Regions from separate parts of the Mus musculus genome. Here region 1 is linked to region 2. A link is a contact called in public HiChIP or PLAC-seq data. All regions are on one chromosome and are shown on one strand. The core of a region is the stretch at or near the end of the contact, and the rest is flanking DNA. Distances in the headings are between cores, read along the strand shown. Region 1 overlaps Fhad1 (forkhead-associated (FHA) phosphopeptide binding domain 1). Region 2 overlaps Fbxo42 (F-box protein 42).

Evidence for each region. HiChIP or PLAC-seq counts read pairs in DNA pulled down with a chosen protein or histone mark.
Region 1: an H3K27ac HiChIP or PLAC-seq map of microglia shows a contact between it and region 2, with 4 times the contacts expected there. The contact joins two enhancer-like sites. A contact is called at or near these places in 2 of 115 datasets of contacts at active chromatin or transcription factors (bone marrow-derived macrophages and microglia).

Annotation. Positions count from the first base shown.
Region 1 is chr4:141,956,810-141,960,812 of GRCm38.p6, forward strand. It overlaps Fhad1 (forkhead-associated (FHA) phosphopeptide binding domain 1), which reads right to left. Exons shown (of 32, transcript NM_177868.4): 10 at 766-873. Among named protein-coding and RNA genes, the nearest start is that of Fhad1os1, 24 kb to the right of the region's middle. Within about 2 kb of position 2,037, at least 132 of the 459 cell types and tissues checked have an H3K27ac peak or open chromatin away from gene starts, as enhancers often do. A contact at or near this core is called in bone marrow-derived macrophages and microglia, where this site is marked.
Region 2 is chr4:141,156,389-141,160,439 of GRCm38.p6, forward strand. All of the region lies in intron 1 of Fbxo42 (F-box protein 42), which reads left to right. Among named protein-coding and RNA genes, the nearest start is that of Fbxo42, 10 kb to the left of the region's middle. Within about 2 kb of position 1,318, at least 53 of the 459 cell types and tissues checked have an H3K27ac peak or open chromatin away from gene starts, as enhancers often do. A contact at or near this core is called in bone marrow-derived macrophages and microglia, where this site is marked.

The DNA.
Region 1 (4,003 bases), core at 787-3,286, 800 kb after region 2:
AACTTGGTGCGGGATAATATGGAATTATGGTCCTTAGCATTTTTGAGGTGACTCACAGCCCTTCTGAGACCCTGCTAAGTGGTTATAGTAGACGTTCCCCACCCCACCCCCAGACACAGAAGCCAAACATCTCGGAACACAGAGTGTGTCTTGAACACCATCAGGTGGGGTGTCAGCAGAGATGCCCAGGGAGAATCCAGAGTAGCTGTCCTGGAGAGCTTTTAAGGCCTCTGTGCTTGGCTTTTCATTGGCTCTCCCCAAGCCCTTGGTAAAGTCTTACATCATTTTATATCCTGCACAGTGGAAGGCCCATTGGCCATCTTGGGCCAGAGCGATGGAAAAAGCGCCCTCCTGCCCAGCCAGGCGAGGACTCTCACTACCCTTCCCAGGATCATCTCTGTCTAGCATGGACTTTGGACACTCAGAGCTCACTTACTTAAAAAAAAGAGGCATTTCCTTATGGCCACTGAGACTCTGCGGGGGGCTCTTGGGGGAGGAAAGACCAGGGAAAATGCCTACACTGAAAGCAATAGGAGAAACTCTCCAGGGGGAAGAAGGGGGGAACAGGCAGCCCCGGGGCAGGGTTGGCTGCCTGGCCAGGGTCTTGGGTCACAGTCACAGCACACTATTGGAGTGAGGACATCCCAGCTGTTGATGGGTGGAACACCCAGGCATCACGCCCCACTCCACCTCGCCCCATCCTGACACCAGACTTGGCTGCCTGGTGTAGGAGACCCAGCAAGGAGGGCCATGGAACGCTCCTACCTGGCCTACTGCCCTTTCCAAATTGATTTTAATGAGGTTCTCTCTGTTCCCCATTTCTTGCAGCTGAAGCAATTTCCTTCTGGAATCTTCCTGAAGCTTCTCTTCGACCTGAAAGGATGACCAAAGCATGTGCTGGCTGCTGTTAATGCGGCCGTGAGGCGGGCGGTCTGTGGGGGAGCCCTCCATGAGGTTTAATGGCCTGGGGGCGGGGGTGTCCCAGAGGGACGTGCAGGAGCAGCAGCCCACGTGGCAGGGGGCAAAAGTGAGTCTGGTGAGGAAGCTGGCTTATGAGGCTTCGTCCCCTGGGGCCAAGCACCAGGCTTTACTCCCTGGGCCCGGCTGAGTTAGTCCTACCCCAGGCCTGAATCCGAGGGCAGTCCCTAATAGGTCATGTGACTTCAGAGGCTTGTTTTGTTGGTCTGTGACTCGGTCTTTGGGGGGTGGGGGAGGGCAATGTTTCTAGGACCGCCTCGAGTTACCATGGGGTTAAGAGTGTTTGGAGAAGTGGTGAGATTTTTATAACGTCTACGTGTGTGTTAGTGTTAGCTGTCACAAGTAAAACTGCAAGATAAACCTTTCTCCATTATTCTCATACCCTAAGTCCACGGGGGGCTTCGTAAATATTGTTATTAGGAATACTGTCCAGAATACGTCATTAGTGGGGACCACTCAGGGAGGTCAGCCAAGCAAGACTTTCAAAGAGATGGAACTTGCAGAAGGCATTCAAAAGGGATGGGGGGTCTGGGGCGTGGCTACTCATTCCCTCCCTGTAAGCGGGGAAAGTGCTCAATTCTACCCTCTGCTGGCCATTGGATGCACTGCATCTCCGTTCATAACTAGTTTTTCCAAATTAGATGTTAGACAGGATGGGCATGTTCATACACGTTTATAATGTATTCAGAACACGCCCACTCCTCGCTACCCCTCCTTCTCTCTCCCACATCGGTCCCTTTCTCTTCCTGTCCCACTTCCCTGGGGACCATGGCTCTAACCTGTATTAGAGGTTGGGGTACACCTTTAAAGGAAGGTGTTTCATGCTGAAGCAGACTCACGAGCCTCTTATTGGGGTCTGGAGAGGAGTGTGCCACAAATACACACCCCAAACCCTTCAGCACTTTGTCCAGAGCCCTGTGGGGCAGCGAAGAGCCCCTCACACTCAGGCTGCCTGAGAAGTCCGCTTTGGTTTTTATTGCTCGCCCTGAAGGTCCTCCCAGCTCTAAGGAGGGAGGGACTTCAATGTCTGGCCTTGGGCCTGCTCCGCCCTGGTTCCCAGCCCAAAGCCTCAGAGTCAGCCTCAGCCACAGCCACAGCCACAGCTCCACCCTGGCCCTCAAGTGTCCTGCCTGCCCTGTCCTTCTGTCATTGCCACAGAGAAGAGATGCTTAGGAGTGGATTCAGCCCTCAGAGGTCCCTACCCTGGATTAGACCTCAGACTGGGCACTGGTAACCTTGGGTCTCCTTGCCTCAGATCTATTTCCTTCTAGAACATTCTTGATGGTACCGCTGAGACCCACTCAGACATGAGCAACAGGGTCTGAATCAGCTTCCTCTCATAAGGCCTAGATGGCCAAAGTCTGGGCTGCCTGCTGACTGGCCCTGTGTGGATGTATGTGACAAGTGCTTAGGGACACTGGGTTTTAAATTTACATCCTGGCTCAGTGGAGGAGGTGGATTTTCAGTTGAATTTAAAAATACCATTTTATTTTTAAATATGAATATGGAGGATTGAGAATTTGGAAATGAATTTAATTTCAGTTTCAATAGTCACATGTGGCTAGTGGTAGTGCCGTAATGATGAGCCCCATAAATGAGGCTTCTAGCTTGGTTTTTACCCCTCAGTGAGTGTATGGTTTCTGCTCTGAGTTGCTCCCTCAAACCTCATGTCTTCATCTGTCAAATGGACATAACAGCTTTCAGATCATAGAGCGGGCTAAGAAAACAGACAGAAATGATTGTCACAATGCCAGAAACAGCCCTGACCGTCACAGGCAGAACTGGCCACAAACCTAGTGTGGTCACAGGCCTGCAGTAGCCTCTCTCTGTGTTCGGTACATAGCCCAGGCTCCAGTCTTAATGGGAAAAAAATGAAATGAAACAAAATAAATAAAGGGGAAGATGCAAGCAGCACATAGGAATGCAAAGGAAGTAAGGAAAAATGAGCCCACCTCAGGCAAGGTTGCTACACGGTTGCTGCGAGTCAAAGGGAAAGGAAATCTCAACAAATGGCAAGGGAGATTGGTTACATAATAACCACTGTGTAGTAAGAGTAATTATGTAACAGACTTACAGTTGGGAAAACAATAGGTCTACAGAGTGCTAAAGGAAATCAGTCAATGGAGAAATCCATGCACGTTAAAGTATGTTGCAGAAAGGAGGGTCTCTCTCTCTCTCTCTCTCTCTCTCTCTCTCTCTCTCTCTCTCACACACACACACACACACACACACACACACACACACACACACACACACAGATGCATGCATGCACACATGTACCCCCGAGAGACTTTACCATCAGTAGACACTTAATCCTTAGGGATATATTTTAGGCAGAGGAAGAAGGATCCTGGATGGATACCCAGGGACGTAGGGAAGGCAGCTCCCATGGGTGTGAACACTGAATGTATGACAGCATTGCGGGTGCCTCTGGGGCGTCAGTGTGGAGGGAGGTGTAGGTCCTGGTGCTTACATTACATAAGTCTCTGTGGTGCCAGCGATGCTAAAGGGTTGACGTTGGTGACCACTGTGTCATCTGGGAGTGGGGTGAAATCACCCATGGACACCGCGTTTTGATAAGATGAAAGTGCATGTTTAGAGTAACTGTGAAAAGAATATCAAAAGAGAAAACACTTGCTAGGCAGTAGTGGCAAGTTAATTCCAGCACTTAGGAGGCAGAAGCAGCACTCTGTGAATTCCAGGACAGCCAGGACTACATAGAGAAACACTGTCTCGAAAAAAAAAACAAGGGACTGGTGAGATGGCTCAGTGGGTAAGAGCACCTGACTGCTCTTCCGAAGGTCCAGAGTTCAAATCCCAGCAACCACATGGTGGCTCACAACCATCCGTAATGAGATCTGACTCCCTCTTCTGGAGTGTGTGAAGACAGCTACAGTGTATTTACATAAAATAATAAAATCTTTTTTTAAAAAAAAAGAAAAAACCAAAACAAACAGAAAAAGAGTAAAAAATTGACATCAGATTTTGGGAAGACATAATATAGCTTTTATGCCATTCTTACCAG
Region 2 (4,051 bases), core at 68-2,567:
AGCCTTTGGGAGTTGGTTCTCTTCTTCCACCACGTGAGTCCTGTTGTTAGAACTCAGTCCTCAGGCTTGGTTGTCAGGTGACCCCCACTGTGGCCAGCACAGAGGGAAGTTAGTGTAATGCTGACCCTTAGGCCTCAGTCGCAGCATTACCGACTGTAGTCATTCCTGTTTCCCACCTGGGGAATATATTCTGGGGTGATGCAGGACATTGAGGACGGTTGTAATGGCACTTTCTATGTATCTAGACATGATACCTTTGGCTTTGTTTTTGGGAGAGTCTCACTCGATAGCCCCAGCTGGACTGGAATACATTATGTATACAAAACTGGTCTTGAATTTGCAGCAGTCCTTGGTCCTGGGGAATACAACATGAGCCACTTGCTGGACATGATAACTTTTTGTTGGTTGTATTTTGTTTTGTTTGAAACAGGGTCTCTCTGTGTAGCCCTGACAGTTTTAGAAGTTACTGTATAGACCTGACAGAGATTCACCTATGTCCCTCTCCCAGGTCCTGGGATTAAAGCATGGCTAGACTCTGTATCTTGAGGCTTTCTTGTTACCTTGGAGCAAAATTCTGGCTGTGTATTACATCTTAGTTTCTCCTGCTATTTATTGCCTTGCTCTCTGCTTCATTGGAAACCATAGTGATGAGGAAAGAGATGTGGGTTTTAATTAGGCAGGTGATCAGTGGGTAGAGTCTAACTCGTGAGGCAGTGAGAAGCAGAAGCTGTCTATATGATAGGCCTGTTGTTGTAGGCCGCCCGCTCAAGTGTTCATGTAGCCCCAAGATGATGGCTCTCCTGCCTAAGGTGACAGAGGTTAGAAGGACAACTCCATTAGCCGAGGATCCTGCCACATTCCCAAGTAGAGAGGGATAGTTCAGACACATGGATGGCTAACAAGGACAGAGGCAAGAGATCCAAGAATGTCTGAGGGAATGAAATCTGTGGGAAAGGCCACTGACCTCACTGTGGGTAAGCCCCTGGGCACAGCATGGTAAATACTGTCTGGTAATTTTATTTTTTTGTTTGTTGCAAGAGTGTTTCTAAAGTAATTTAGGCTGGCTTTATACTTGCTGTGTATTGCCCAGACTGGCCTAGAACTCAAGCTCTTTTGTCACAGCTTCCATACTGCTGAGATTACAGGAGTCCATCTCCTCACCCCCTCAGCCCCCTAACCAAGCAGCAGAATCCATCAGTTAGGTGTCCTCTGGCTCAGTAATGCATTTAATTCTGACACCACCTGGAGGTAGCTTCAAATCCTGAGCTTGAGGATTCAGCACTGTCACAGTGACCCCACTCCAGATGCCAGCAGAAAGGCTGGTGTCTCATGACTTCCTCTTTGGGTCATAGAACGTCCACAAACACTACATGTGCTCTTTGTTCTAAACTCCATATTTACTACCGTATTATAAAAGATACTGTGAGGTGCTGGGGTGCCAGGTGACTGCTGCTGCACCATGGAGACCTGCAAACGCGATGTGATCCACAGGGGCCTGACTGTCAGCCTAGTCAAAAACAGGGTCAGTAGCAACCCTGTCTCAAAGGAGTGAGGCAGAGCAGGATGGAGGAGAAGCCTGCTCCGGGCTCCCTGTACATGCACAAGCCACACAGGCACACACACTCACACACTGCAGGCTGTGGATAAATGGGGGTGCCTGCAGTGAGCCTCCATGCCCTTCGGGCACACCTCAAGATGTTCTACATTCACAGTAGCCGCCTGCAGTCTCCCCAGACCCAGAGTTCTTGGTGTGTTTCTGTGTGTCTTAGGCAGAATATTATGTGGCCCAGGATGGCCTTAAACTCTGTTTTGTAGGTAAGCATGGCTTTGAGTTCCTGATCCTCCTGCCTCAGCCTCCTAAGAACTGGGGTTACAGGTTTGTACACCATGCTTAGTGCCTTTTGTTTTGTTTTCTTTTGTTTTTCAAGACAGGGTTTCTCTGTGTAGCCCTGGCTGTCCTGGAACTCAGTCTGTAGACCAGGCTGGCCTGGAACTCAGAAGTTCACCTGCCTCTGCCTCCCAAGTGCTGGGATTAAAGGTGTGAACCACCACGCTCAGTGCTTAGTGCTTTTTTGAGTTTGATTGATCAAATCATTGGCTATTGGTGATCAAGTTAGCAATTGGAGGGTTGGCCTGATAGTCTGACTCTTTAATCATGCTTTAATCTTTCTCGTGGTCAGTCCTAATCCTGAAGCTCCTAGGGCTGCCAGTTGTCAGTTAACTATTAGTACAGAAAGATTCTACTTTGGAAATTCTCCTGTTTTTAGAAGTTGTATGCCAGGAAACAGAAGAAAGGCCAATTATACATTTCACGATTATCACACTCACACTGGAATCCTTAGCATTCAGCATTTCAAGGTTGTACGCTACAACTAGTCTGTATCATTAACTTCATCAGTAAGGACTTTGTTCCTAGCCAGGCATGGTAGTACATGCCACTAATCCCAGCACTTGTGAGGCAGAGACATGCAGATCAATGTAAATTTGTGGCCAGCCTCAGCTACATATTACCTTCCTGCCTTAAAAAACAAAACACTGGGCCTGGGGAGGTGGCTCAGCAGTTAAGAGCACTGGTTACTCTTGCAGAGGGCCTGGGTTTTGTTCCCAGAGCTTACATGGGGCTCACTGCCGTCTGTAACTCCAGTCCCAGGGGATCTGATACTCTCATCTCCACAGGCACCAGGTACACATGTGGCACACATGGTTACATGCAGGCAAAACACTTGTGCACGTAAATAAAACAACAGAATAGCTTTAAAATAGAGGCCGGGAGCACACTCGGCTGGTGGAGTGCTTGCTGTGGGTGTGTTCCTCAATACTACGAGAAGGCAGAATATCGATATTGATAAGTAACTGTTAGTGTCTTAGACAGAGCTTTTACAACGAGCAGGCTTCCTGGTGACACCCAGTGGAGATTAGCAAAGGTTAAAGGTTCATTGATTCAGTGCTTGCAAAGCTGAAGTTCATTGTGGAAGGAGTGCTTGAGATGTCTGACGGCCACTGACGGCCACCTAGTGTCAGTTTATTTTATGTACGGATCTAAGGAGGTAGTTGAGGCCAGCTGAGCTACTGTAGTGTGTTTTAGGCGAGGGCAACCAAAGCCGTGGGGCCCTGTCATAGCCACCTCAGTTTTGCAGGGTTTTATTATTGCAAAGAAGGTACATGAAGCCACCTCTGCATGTGTGCTATGTGTATATGACTTTTTTTCAGTGGAAAGATGTCTGAAAATTACCTTGCTCAGTCAAGCCACCCCCTCCCCCCAGTTTACATATTTAAGGATAACTGTTGCCAAATGCAGAAGTTCTGATGTTTTTCTGTCCTTTGTGCTCCTGTTGCCTGTGCAGTAGCAGAAACCACTTGAATGAGGGTTCACAGATGCAGCTCTAGGAACTGTTAGGAGAGAGCGTTTCACTGCAGAACTGTTGTAGAGAGCACAGTGAGTTAAGAGTTTGTAAGGCTGGGCCTTGATGGACACAGGGCTGCCTCAGAAGAGGAAGCTGCTTCCCTTAATTGCACCAAAACGCACGCACCAGCGTGGGCGCTCTGGGGGTGGGGTGCATTCCTCTTCTCCAGGGGCATTCAACTAATATGTGAGAATCTGATACCAAGCTCTGTGGAGTTAATTTATGAAACTCTGTGATTTGACTGTAGGAAAGTTTTATTGATATAATCAGTTGGAATTTATTAGATAAAAGTAAAATACAGCCGGGCGTGGTGGCACACACCTTTAATCCCAGCACTCAGGAGGCAGAGGTATGCGGATTTCTGAGTTCGAGGCCAGCCTGTTCTACAGAGTGAGTTCCAGGACAGCCAGGGCTACACAGAGAAACCCTGTCTCGAAAAAACAAAAACAAAAACAAAAACAAACAAACAAAAAGTAAAATACAGTGTTAGTTAAATTTTGTTAACGATCTAGGCCTGAATAATGTGGAGAGCTGGACATAGTCGCACAGGCAATCAGGAAGCTGAAACACAGGGGTTACAAGTTCAAGGCTAGCCTGGAGTGGTTAGAGACCAAGTCTGAAAAAGAAAAAAAGGCACTGTTTCTAAC